Regions from separate parts of the Macaca mulatta genome. Here regions 1 and 2 are each linked to region 3. A link is a contact called in public Hi-C data. All regions are on one chromosome and are shown on one strand. Each heading gives the region's core, a stretch centred on a gene start, on an enhancer-like site or on the middle of the called end of the contact. The rest is flanking DNA. Distances are from core to core; before and after follow the strand shown. Region 1 holds the start of SMARCA5 (SWI/SNF related, matrix associated, actin dependent regulator of chromatin, subfamily a, member 5). Region 2 holds the start of USP38 (ubiquitin specific peptidase 38). Region 3 holds the start of GAB1 (GRB2 associated binding protein 1).

What was found. A called contact is a pair of places that touch in the nucleus more often than the background predicts.
Region 1: a Hi-C map of liver shows a contact between it and region 3, with 2.7 times the contacts expected there. The contact joins the promoter of SMARCA5 here to the promoter of GAB1 in region 3. A contact is called at or near these places in 2 of 14 Hi-C or Micro-C datasets (fetal cortex germinal zone and liver).
Region 2: a Hi-C map of liver shows a contact between it and region 3, with 2.1 times the contacts expected there. The contact joins the promoter of USP38 here to the promoter of GAB1 in region 3. A contact is called at or near these places in 3 of 14 Hi-C or Micro-C datasets (fetal cortex germinal zone, fetal cortical plate and liver).

Annotation. Positions count from the first base shown.
Region 1 is chr5:152,329,348-152,333,629 of T2T-MMU8v2.0, forward strand. It overlaps SMARCA5 (SWI/SNF related, matrix associated, actin dependent regulator of chromatin, subfamily a, member 5), which reads left to right and starts at 2,358. Exons shown (of 24, transcript NM_001266324.1): 1 at 2,358-3,002. The coding sequence starts at 2,826.
Region 2 is chr5:152,008,498-152,012,411 of T2T-MMU8v2.0, forward strand. USP38 (ubiquitin specific peptidase 38) reads left to right here and starts at 1,342. Exons shown (of 10, transcript NM_001260711.1): 1 at 1,342-2,170; 2 at 3,866-3,914. The coding sequence starts at 1,489.
Region 3 is chr5:152,157,813-152,161,810 of T2T-MMU8v2.0, forward strand. It overlaps GAB1 (GRB2 associated binding protein 1), which reads left to right and starts at 1,577. Exons shown (of 11, transcript NM_001266432.1): 1 at 1,577-2,011. The coding sequence starts at 1,940. It also overlaps the pseudogene LOC106998520.

The DNA.
Region 1 (4,282 bases), core at 1,108-3,607, 170 kb after region 3:
TATACAGGATGAATAATTTCTGGAGATGTAATGTACAGCATGGTAACTATTGCTAATAATACTGTTTGCATAGTTGAAATTTGTTGAGAGTACATTTTAAATATTCTCACCATGCTGGCAGGCAGTAAATATAAGAGATGATGGATATGCTTATTAGCTTGATTGTGGTAATCATTTCACAACGTGTTTACATATCAAAACATCACAGTGTATGCCTTATATAAAATTTTTGTCAATTATACCTTAGCAAAGCTGAAATTTTTTAAAAAAAGTTTTCTTAATAATAGGCAAATTCAGCAGTCTGTCACAGTGGCTGTCATCTGTAATCCCATCACTTTGAGAGACTGAGGCAGGTAGATGGCTTGAGCCCTAACTGTTGTTCAGGACTAGTATAGGCAACATGGCAATCCCTGTCTACACACAACAAATACAAAAATGAGCTGGGCGTGGTGGCATGCACCTGCAGTCCCAGATACTTGAGAGGCTGAGGTGGGAGAATTGCTGGACCCCAGAGGCTGAGGCTGCAGTGACTCATGATTGTGACACTGCACAGCAGCCTACGAGACAAAGCAAGCTGCTGTCATAAAAAAAAAAAAAAAAAAAAAGGGCAAATTCATTTTATACAAATGAAAAACATGCAGTCAGGCAAAAAATAATTAGGAAATACCAGCAACAATCACTTTGAATACTTTTGTAAATATGCTTCCAACTTTTACCTACATTTTTGAACTGTTAAAAATTTTTTTTCAGTTAACACTTTATAAATTAACATTCTTCGGGGCTGGGTGTGGTGGCTCACGCCTGTAATCCCAGCACTTTGGGAGGTCTAGGGGAGCAGATTACTTGAGACCAGGAGTTTGAGACTAGCCTGGCCAACACAGCAAAACCCTGTCTCTACTGAAAATACAAAAATTAGCCGGGCATGGTGGTGCACACCTGTAATTCCAGCTACTACGGAGGCTAAGTCATGGGAATCCTTTGAACCCGGGAGTTGGAGATTGCAGTGAGCCGAGATCACACCACTGCACTCCAGCCTGGGCGACAGAGAAATTCTGCCTCAAAACAAAACAAAACAAAACAAAACAACCATTATTCTACATTAACGGTTGTTAAAGGTTAATAGTTCATTTTCTGGGTGTACGATAGTTTTAAAGACGTAACTTTTAATACTGGATTCAGCCTACTGCTGTTAGCTTTTTGCAGTTACATATGAAGAGTATGATGAACATCATTGTAGGTATTTATCTTTGCACATATCCTTAGACATTTCCTTACAGTCTAAGAACTAGCATTTCTAGTGGAGTGGGGACATTTTTCCAGATGTCAATTAAAAAATTATTCCATTAGTTAAAAAATTTGCAGGCTATATATTCAAAGGAGATCCCTTTTGTTTGGAATTCAACATAACCAGTTAGCTCAAACCTCAACTCTTGAAAAATGTGCCTCCTTTATTCAACAAACATTTATAGAATACTGGATATGACGAATAAAAAAAGATAAATAAGACCCTGTGCTGGGCAGATAATCTACTGTAGTATGCAGATTTGTTATCAAATAGACTACAATGTATTTAAATTTTGCAGGAGATGAATGCACAAGGCCCTTAAACTACATTGAAGGCTGCCTAAGGCAGTATACAAAATTAGTGCTGAACACTTGAGAAAGTGCGTTTTAATTTTAATGTTTGATGCTTGAGGAAAAGATTACATCATACCACCTATCTTCCCCACATACTATTTGTGTTTCTCACTTACATGGTAGTGTGCATGTTATTTGCTTACCTTTAGCATATAAATTCAGAAGAAATAGCATTTAACTCTGTGCTTAAAGAGGATATTTAGAAATAACTGACGCAGCTAACATGAGAAGGCAAAAAAAACAAAACAAAAACCAAAAAAGAAAAAACTAACGGACTTTTTTTTTTTTTTTTTTTTTTTTAACAAAACAGTGAGACGTCACTTGGGGTAACCATAACGTCGTCAAGGCTGTGGCGTCACGCCTCTAAGCGGATACGGCAGAAGTTTTGGGGTCAGACACAAGACTTCCAAGTTTGAATGGGCAGCGCAAAACTCAGGTAAGTTTTCCAGTAGTGCCGCCGATCCCAGCCAGGCCCGGAAGACACAACGAGAACCGTGAGCCGTTACGAAAGCCTAAAACACTGAGCTCGCGTCCTGCCAGACAGCAGACGCACAAACCTACGCCTCCGAGCGCTCCCTCGAGGTCCCGCCTACTCTTCTCTCCCGAGCCCGCTAGAGGTCTGGAGGAGGAGGGGCCAAGGGTGAGGAGGAGGGGCCAAGGGTAAGGAGGACAGTATGAGCATGCGCACTCAGTACCCAGTCAGTGAACCAATAAGGAATCTCGCGAGGGTTGAAAGTCGGTGGCGTAGGTAGTCGTCCTGGATGCTGGCGAGATAGACGATATCTGCCAGAGGAAGAGGAGGAGGAGGCGGCGAAGCGTTTTCCCAGCCTCAGTCTCTGTTTCGTTTTCCTTTTCCCTTCCCCCAACCCTCCGCCCTTCTCTAAATCAGCCCGCCTTCCTTGACCTCAGTGACCCGTCTGGCCCCGCCCATCCTCGTCGACGTGATTCCCGCCGTGAGGTAAGCGCCGGTGGAACCTAGAGCCCCGCGGAAGAGCAGAACGTCTGGGAGTGTGCAGCTCCTGGGCCCGGCTCAGGCCCGTCGCGGAGGCGCGGCGCGGGGGAGCGCTCGGGTGGGAGTCTCGCTCCTCCACCAGTTTATTGCGACGTAGCCACCCGGGCCTAGGCCTCCCCGTCCATCCCCGCCGGACTCGGCCTCTGGCAGCAGCGGGTGACGCAGACGGAACATCATGTCGTCCGCGGCCGAGCCTCCGCCACCCCCGCCTCCCGAGAGCGCGCCTTCCAAGCCCGCAGCCTCGACCGCCAGCGGCGGGAGCAACAGCAGCAACAAAGGCGGCCCCGAGGGCGTCGCTGCGCAGGCGGTTGCGTCTGCGGCCAGCGCGGGTCCCGCAGACGCCGAGATGGAGGTGAGGGCAGCTTGCGGCGTGGGGAGCGGGCGCAGCGGGGAGGAGGAGCTGGCTCCCTCGCCGGATCGTGGCGATCGGACGCAGAGCCGGGCTTCTCTCTCTGCACCAGACTCAGCTTCACACCCTGTGGATACGAAATGATGCTCTCACCCTTGCTCCCTTGTTCTTAACCTATTGGAGCCAAGCAAAATGGATTTCCGGCTCCTCACGTTGAAATTATTTGTCTCTTTCGTGAATCTTGACAAATCTTTGAATGCTCTCAATGAACAGATGTTCTTGGTTACCGTGGCCCAGGGGGACCCATCTTTTTTTCGCACTAGACTCCCATAATTCCCTCTCCTACCTCTGAATGTGGTTTTTAGTTTCCACCAAACTTCGGGGAAGGGCGAGGAGATGACCCCTTAGGAGCGGGATGCACGGGCAGGGTGAAGGAGGCATTTAAAAGCAGCGCGTCCGAGGACTTGGGCCTCTTTTTCTTCTTCCCGGTCCTTGCGGGGGCGGTATCTGTTCTGGGCAGAAACAATGGCGAGAGCTGGATGGCCGAGTGCGCAGTGGGGATAAGCGGGGCGCAGCTGCTTCTGTGAAGGGAGAGGAAGCCCCTCCCAGGCACTGTTCCACTGGAAGGGAAGCAACCAAGGCAGCAGCAGCTGTCTCGGATCCCCCATCGAATTTAGGGGGGATGAGTAAGTGTAGGAATGAATTAGAGAACCAGGCGCAGTTGATTGGCTCTCAGTCCGGCACTTTTTCTCTTTTTGGCCTCTCGCCTTAAAAAAAAAAAAAAAAAATTAGTACCACTCGGCTCCCGAGACTTCTGGGTTTGGGTTGTCCAGAGGATGCTGACGGTACTGAGGGGGCTGGAAAGATGGGGAAGCTGCCAGGCGGGTAAATTGGATATGCCTCCAGGCTTTGCAATATCTGGGGAAAAAGTAATTGCTCCTTCCAATTGTTATTCTTGGCCTTCGACCTGTTTTGAAATATTTTGTAAGTCGGAGCCCAAAGATTTCTGGGATTTTCCTATCCTTAGAATGAAGGTAATACTGCTCCGAAGATGAGTCTTGACGCACAATCGTTGTACAGTGGGGAAATGGGAGCGTAGTTTACCATTGAGGCATTTGGCACAGTAGTTTTATTTGGGTAGCTGGGGTTAGGTAACATTAATGTTAGTAATCTTTTAAAGCACTTTTAGTGTGAGGGTAGGTTTAGTGACATAGGAACTCCTGATGGTTCCTGTAGTTTTGAGTGATTAGGATAAGATTTCTTTCAAATTAAAATATATTCAG
Region 2 (3,914 bases), core at 92-2,591, 150 kb before region 3:
ATTTCTTTAAAGTTTTGTCTGTATTACAGGGCCTTAATGTCTAGTTTCACAACTATATTAACTAAGCCTGAAGGGCGCTATATAGTTAGGCAATATTTTCCAATATAAAGAGCTCTGATTGAAGTTCAAACTCTTATTGTGAATCTTTGGAATTTGGCATGAAAGAGAACAAACATGATTGCATCTGTTCTTCCCTACTTTAAACCATCTTCAGTGTCAACATACACAATGAGTTTTGTGGTATTTCCACCTGGTTTTCTATTTTCAAAGTACTCTTTTGTATGACACAGGAATAAAAATACTTGAATTCTAATATGCCATTTTCCCTTACTCTCCTCACACTTTTTTGGACGGCTTATAATTTTCGATATGGTACAAAGGCTCACTAACTGGTTTTTTGCTAGAGGCCTGCTACTGATACTGATGGCCGCTAAATGCTAGGTATGCCGCCGGTATTGCTCTTACTTCAATACCGACATCGCACGATAAAGGCAGTGGCATTTAGGCGCGCAAGCGCAATTCTTGATTAATGAGCCAAGGCAAAGTCTTCTCAATCCGAGTTTTGAGTTTTCCTTACTTTTCCCCCAAATGCACTTTTCCTCGGATTTCACATCAATAGCACTTTCTCGAGTTTTCACGAGTAACCTGACGCAGGCGGAACCGACGGAGACTAGCCGGCGAGAATCCTACGGTCGCAGCCAGCTGCGCAGCGTCAGCCGGGGACGCTCCGTGCGGAAGACCGCCTGTGACTCGACACACTCTCCAGTGACGCGGTAGTCGCCGCACCTGCGCTGCGGGGCGGGAAGGAGGCTCGAGTGCCGGGGGAACGGAGTCTACGACTCCGGGCGGAAGCTGGGGAAGCAGGGAGGGAGAGAGGGAAGAAGAGAGGAAGAGACGGGCGGAGGGGCGGTCCTTGCCGGAGGTTCCTAGGTCCTTCACTTCCTGTTTGCCGGCACTTCAAAATCCGGGTCAAAGGGTGTCGCTTCGGTCTCTTTTACCCGGCTGATCCCAGCACCCTCCGTGACAGCGCCTCCTGACTCAGCCGACAGCCGGCTTCTTCTCACGATCTGCTGAAGCCTGGACGCCCACACCTGACCCGGAACTCGGAGGCGCGCTTCCTCCACCCACCGGCGAACAGCCCCGGACCCTGAGCGCCCGCCGACGCCGCCGGGGGTCCCGACAGGCCTCTCCGCGCTGATGCTGAGAGGGATCGAGGGCCCGGGGCGGCGGCGGAGTACGGGCCTCTGGCGCCTTAGGCCAGCCGCAGGCGTCGGTTCTTACGCTCTCCAGGCTCGCCAGCTCTCGCCCCAGCTTGGATGGGTCTCCCTGCCCCATAAATGTGGCTGCTGAGGCGGCGGTGGCGGTGGCCCGTCACGCTGCTGCTGCGGCGCTCCAAGTTCACCTCCGCCCCGGGGCTCTCCTGCCCCACCTCGGGGCTGCCGCCACCCGCTCCTTATCCTCTGGCCCTGGCCTTGCTGCGTGGCGACAATGGACAAGATCCTGGAGGGCCTTGTGAGTTCTTCGCATCCCCTGCCCCTCAAGCGGGTGATTGTGCGGAAGGTGGTGGAATCGGCGGAGCACTGGCTAGACGAGGCGCAGTGCGAGGCCATGTTTGACCTGACAACCCGGCTCGTCCTGGAGGGCCAGGACCCTTTCCAGCGGCAGGTGGGGCACCAGGTGCTGGAGGCCTACGCACGATACCACCGGCCAGAGTTCGAGTCCTTCTTCAACAAGACCTTTGTGTTGGGCCTCCTTCATCAGGGCTACCACTCTCTGGACAGGAAGGATGTAGCCATCCTGGACTACATTCACAACGGCCTGAAGCTGATTATGAGCTGTCCGTCGGTGCTGGATCTCTTCAGCCTCCTGCAGGTAGAGGTGTTACGGATGGTGTGTGAGAGACCGGAGCCGCAGCTCTGTGCCCGACTGAGCGACCTTCTGACCGACTTCGTGCAATGCATCCCCAAAGGGAAATTGTCCATCACGTTCTGTCAACAGCTGGTTCGAACGATAGGCCACTTCCAGTGCGTGTCCACTCAGGAGAGAGAGTTGCGGGAATATGTCTCCCAGGTGACAAAAGTGAGTAACTTGCTGCAGAACATCTGGAAGGCCGAGCCTACCACACTGCTGCCTTCTCTGCAGGAAGTTTTTGCAAGCATCTCTTCCACAGGTAAGGGTCATTATCTTTCAGAATATCGCATAAAAATTCAGTATATGTCTCTCTTGAACACACACATTCACACCATGTTTTCCTACTGCCCTGAAAACATTCTTAAGGGAGAGCAAATCCTAATACCCTTATCCCAGATTTATTCACATTCACTACCTTATTCAGGACGTCACCTCGTACTTTAAAAACAGGCAGCGTTCCCATTTTAAAGGTTGAGAACGTCCAGGTCTAAGACCTTTGGCACTAAACAAGTTGCTTAATTACCCAGCCTCTGCTCAAGTTATTTGGAATGCTTTGAGGATGACAGCTACTGCAGAAAGCTTCCATTCATTAGTGACTAATGGTAGCATGATGTTTACCATAGTATTTGTTGTTCGTGTCTCTCTCCTTTTGTAATGAGTTTTTCACCCATTTTTGTATTTCCTCATTTTTGAATTAATGGATTATGCAATTTATTACTGGATTATCCCAGTTAACTATGAAGTTTTTAAATACTGACATTTTTTGTCTACAATATCTAGTAGACAAAGGAGGGATACAGATAGAATGAGGGAAGGAAGAAGAGTATGAGGATTTAAATATTTGTTTTAGTGCCCATGAACTGCATTCTCAGAAAGCAGAGAAGGGTCACATGATACTTGCCTAGAAAATGCTTTCTCGCCCAGGAATTTTACCAGTACCTCTACCTTCCTTGTTCTGTCTTGGACCTTTCAGGTTTGAATAGATTCAAAACCATGTTCATTTCCGCTCTACTTGGTACAAGCATTCTCCTTCATTTATACCACCAGCGGGGACTGTCTGGCTGTTCAGATTGAACTTGTGAGGGACGTCTCCTCTTTTTATCTTAAGAACCAGAAGTAAAGGTGGAGTTTTATCAAGCGTTCTATGTTCTGATGAATTTAATATATTTATGAAAGAATTACAAACGATGTATTTGCAGTATCTGAGTTGGTTTTTCTTTTCTTTTTGTAATTTTACTTCTATTGCCTGTGTTGTCATAACTGTTAGGTTCCTACCAAATTTTTTCAACTGTAGCAATAAAGGTGCTTGTCTTGGATTTGCTTAATTTGTATCCAGTTTAAGCAAAGTCTCCCCAAAAGTCACCTTAATTTCTACTTTAAGAGATTTTTTAAAATCTTCCTTAGAGCAATGTAATGATGAATAGTTTTAAGTTATTCTGGAGGGTCTGAAGCGGGAGTTGAAATGATACTTAAGTGCCCCCAAAAGTCACCTTAATTTCTACTTTAAGAGATTTTTTAAAATCTTCCTTAGAAAGATGTAATGATCAATAAGTTTTAAGTTATTTTGGAGGGTCTGAAGTAGAAATTGAAATGATACTTTATATAAGTTTCTTTATATTTCCTTTCTGATTAGTGATTTACAGGTTAATATTTCAGTGCAACAATAAGTCGATAGATTATGAAAAATTTAAAGTAACTTATGGACTAACCATAGCAATATATTTTAGTATTCTGTCTATAGTATGAGTGATCATTGCTGTTCACTGTTAATCTTTCATTCCTGTAATTTAACATTCCTTGTAAATTAGAGTCTATGCATGAGGGTGTAGCATAATAATCCTTCCTAATTAACACCTTTGCTGCAATTACTTTTGTTTTTTTTGTAAAGTGTTGTTCTTTTTAAATACTTGAACGTACTTGCCATGTTTCCTTTTCTTTTTTATTAAAAAAACAGATGCATCATTTGAACCTTCTGTAGCATTGGCAAGCCTTGTGCAGCATAT
Region 3 (3,998 bases), core at 327-2,826:
CTCTCTCTCTATTTTTAAACGGAGTTTTGCTCTTGTTACCCAGACTGGAGCGCAGTGGCGCGATCCCGGCTCACCGCAATTTCCGCCTCCTGGGTACAAGCGATTTTCCTGCCTCACCATCCCAAGTAGCTGGGATTATGGGCGCGCGCCACCACGCCAGGCTAATTTTTGTATTTTCAGTAGAGACAGGGTTTCTCCATGTTGGTCAGGCTGGTCTTGAACTCCTGACCTCAGTTGATCCGCCCGCCTCGGCCTCCCAAAGTGCTGGGATTACAGCGGGAGCCACCGCGCCCGACCGAGTTTCCCTCTTTTAGTCCAGCATCCCAACAGTAGATTTCAAACAAATACAAAGTGGAATAGACAACAAATGGAAGGAGTGTGAGACTTCAAAATGTCCCAGAGATAGGACCCAATCAAATCCCTGGCCTCGCCAAGCGCCCCCATCACTCTGGCAGAACAGCTCCAGAGACCAGCCCAGGCCAGCCCAGGGTTCCCATCTGTCCTCCCCTCCAAGCTGGTAGCTCCCGCGCCCTCTTGTTCTGTCCTTTAATCTCGCGTGGCGGGGACCGGCAGGATGGTGGTCTCCCGGCGGTTTTGTTTTTCAGGCTCTCAAGTAAAGAAAACCCCCGAAACTCTTGATCTCGGGCACAGCACAAGCTCCGAACCGACACCGGGCTGAGTCAAGATGGCAAGCCCCGGACTGAACATTCGAACGTCCCTCGGTCCTCCCCGCGCCGGAGCCCCGGTGCCTCCGCCCTAGCCAAGGCCTCTGCGGTCTTCCCGGGCGAGGAGCGGACTGGGGGCCGCCGGACGGCGGAGGACCCTGCTCCTGCTTTCCGAACTACAGATCCCAGGGTGCCTCTCGGACTCGCGCTCCCTCCCTCCCTTGCTCCCTCCCTTCGTCCGTCTCCTCCCCCAGCCCTTGTTGTTTTGGCTGGAAGCGCTCCGGCGGAGTTTCAGAGAAAGTCTGGGCAGAAACCGGAGCCGGGCCTGAACGTGGGAAGGGGAGGAGGAAAGGGAGGAAGAGGGATCCCGGAGGCCGGGAGAGGGAGGGATCGGGATCTGGGGCCGAGCCGCTCAGAACCTGCCGCGCGCCCCGGGGTGGGGGAGGCGGCGGGGGAGGAGCGCGAGAGGCCGGGACAGCGGGATCCCTCCCAGGAGCCAAGTCGCCAAGCGCCTCGTTCCTCCGCCGCTCCCCGCCCTCTTCGGCTGCAGCTAGAGCGGACCCACCCTCCAGCTTGACCTGCGACCTCCCTGCGCCCGCCGCTCAGAGACGCCCCGCGCTTCGCCGCCAACCCTGCGGCTCCCTCTGTGACCCGGGACCAGCCCCGCGCCCGCTGCCCGTAGGCGGCTCGTGGCTTCCCCTTTCCTCGGCGTTCCCCGAGTGCCGCGAAGTGACCCACCCTCCCCCGAGGAGAGGGAAGGAGGATCGCTCCGGGCGCACCGAAACCGAGGGCGGGCGGGCGAGCGGGAGTGGGCACCGCGCGGGGCATTGTGTGTGTGAGTGTGTGTGTGTGTGTATGTGTGCGTGAACAGCACTGTGTCTGTTTCGGAAAGCGCTCTGGGGAGGTCTTGTCCCTAGGGGGCGGAGCGCCAGGGACCGAGGCTCCGGCTCCGAGTCGGGGCACAGTCCCGCTGAGTCCGAGCGCTGCTGAGGCAGCTGGCGAGACGGCACGTCTGGAGGCGAGGCGGGAGCACTGAAAGGAGGCCGGCGAGCCCGCTGCCCCGGCTCGCGTTCTGTTCAGGTTCGTGGGCCTGCAGAGGAGAGACTCGAACTCGTAGAACCCACGCACCGTGGAGCCTGTCCGCTCAGTCCGTCCGGGGTGCGCGACAAGGAGAGCTAGGTTCTCGCCGCTGCGCGCTCGACAGGCGTCGGCTGTGTCGGGAGCGCGCCCGCCGCCCCTCAGCTGCCCGGCCCGGAGCCCTAGACGCGCGCACCATGAGCGGTGGTGAAGTGGTCTGCTCCGGATGGCTCCGCAAGTCCCCCCCGGAGAAAAAGTTGAAGCGTTATGTAAGTACAGCTGTGGGCACCACTCCGCGGGCCTCGGCGTCCACACCCCTTCCCAGTCGGCTCGCCGGCGGCTGCAGCTGGCCGAGCGCGGGGTTGGTTCTTAAACAAATGCCGGTCTCTTTCCCCTTGGCCCCTACCCCTGACGGTCTCGGGACCCGGGTGCCTTGCACTCCCTCACCCCCAGTCATCCACTTGGCCAGACAACTTTCTTCCTCCAGGTTCCAGAGAGCCTGCTTTGCGGACCTGCTCTCCCCATAAAAGGGCCTAGACTTCCAGCTAAACTGCTGCGTGCTTTTCTTCTTCCTTAGGAAGGATGGGGTGCGATGGAGAGAGGAGCCTTCTTCCTGCTTTATCCCTGCATCTGATTATTGGGCTGATGTGTGCTAAAGTTCCCGCACCGGGAAAACCGCCGAGGTTTTAGGGCTCACTAGCCCTTTCTTTTTGATGGGCGCTCCCTCTCCTCCGCCCCTCGAGATGGGTTGCGGGAAGCGGGCTGTGGACCTGAGGAGTTGGTAGTAGAGACAAGCATATCGAATGCGCGCAAAAGGGAAAGAAAGAAAAGTTATTACGCGCCCTGCCGTTTACTTAGCAGGGTTCACATTTTCGCGGTTTTGAATTGAGGGACTTTGGAGTTTGGCCCGGGAGCCTTGGCGGTTTGCTGCGAGAGGAGGGCGCTGGGGGGAGCCTAGTGGCTGGTGTTTGGGCGCCTTGGATGTGCTGTCAAACTCGGCAGGAGGGGACAGCTGAAGCCAGAAGGGATTTCAGTTGCAGTCCTTTCCCAGGGAACCAGAGTGGCTTTAATGGTGTTTGTGTAATTGATACAAGATGCTATGTGTTAAACCGTTTTAGCTGTTACGAAAAATATTCCTTGAAAGTATCAACCTTGCTTTAGTGGAAACCTGTGTCCTCTTCAGAGGTCTGGGATCTCATTCTTCCCATTGGTGGTTTTGTTGCTGCCCCCTGCAAAGGAAAGAAATCACACTTTTGTCCTGACACCTGGACCAAATATTTTTCTAGTAAAATGTGTTTGCAAAAGCAAAATTTATGCCCCCTTAAATATATAAATTTAATGCCTGTACTAATGGAACCCGTTTGTCGTTGAAGAATATCTACACCCAGTATTAGAGCTCAGGTTAATCCTATTAGTCACTGTTTGCTTGTATAGAACAGAGTGAAGTATTTAACTTCACTGACAACTCACCAGTGAATTTCTGATTTATTTTCTGCCAGAATTTATTATAGACAAGTAATTTTATTGAAGGACTCGATGCCACAAATCATAAGAAAGCTCTCCAGAGATGTGTAATACCTCCAAATCCTGCCCATCTATCAGTTTTCCTGAATATCCTAGTAAAAATGCTAACTTTATTCCAAAAATATGAGGGAGGCAGTGTTTTTTTTCCTCCAGCTGTTCTAAAGGGAAAGGGGTGTGTGTGTGTGTGTGTGTGACAGAGAGAGAGAGAAGGAAGGGAGGAAGGGGTAGGGAGATAAATATATTTGTTTTGAGAAGGCCCAACTTAGGAAAGACAGATTCTTGGAGGAACTAAAGAATAAGACATTTGCTGAACGAGAAAGTGATAATATAGGTTTAATTCATTCTTTCACATGGTTCATTCATGACTAACTCAAAAGACGCGAGGCACTGTATTAGACACCAACCATAAGGTCAGAAAATACAGTCGGAGAAAAGCCCTGCATCCTGGGCTTAGAATTCAATTGAACTATTCACCAGGAAAAAAATCAGCCAAAAAGATTATGTCTTAACAAGAAAAACAAACAAAAAGGAAAGTATAATTTGATCATTACAACTGTTTTCTGAGGTAGATGTCATCTCTATTTCACAGAAAACAGTCCTGCATTTGAACCCAGATCTGCCTGATTGATTCACTGTAAAAGGTTAATGACTCTCACCTCGTTCATTTCAAATGTGGAGCTTAGACTAGGTTATCTCTAAAGGTCCTTCAGGCTCACACCTGTAATCCCAGCA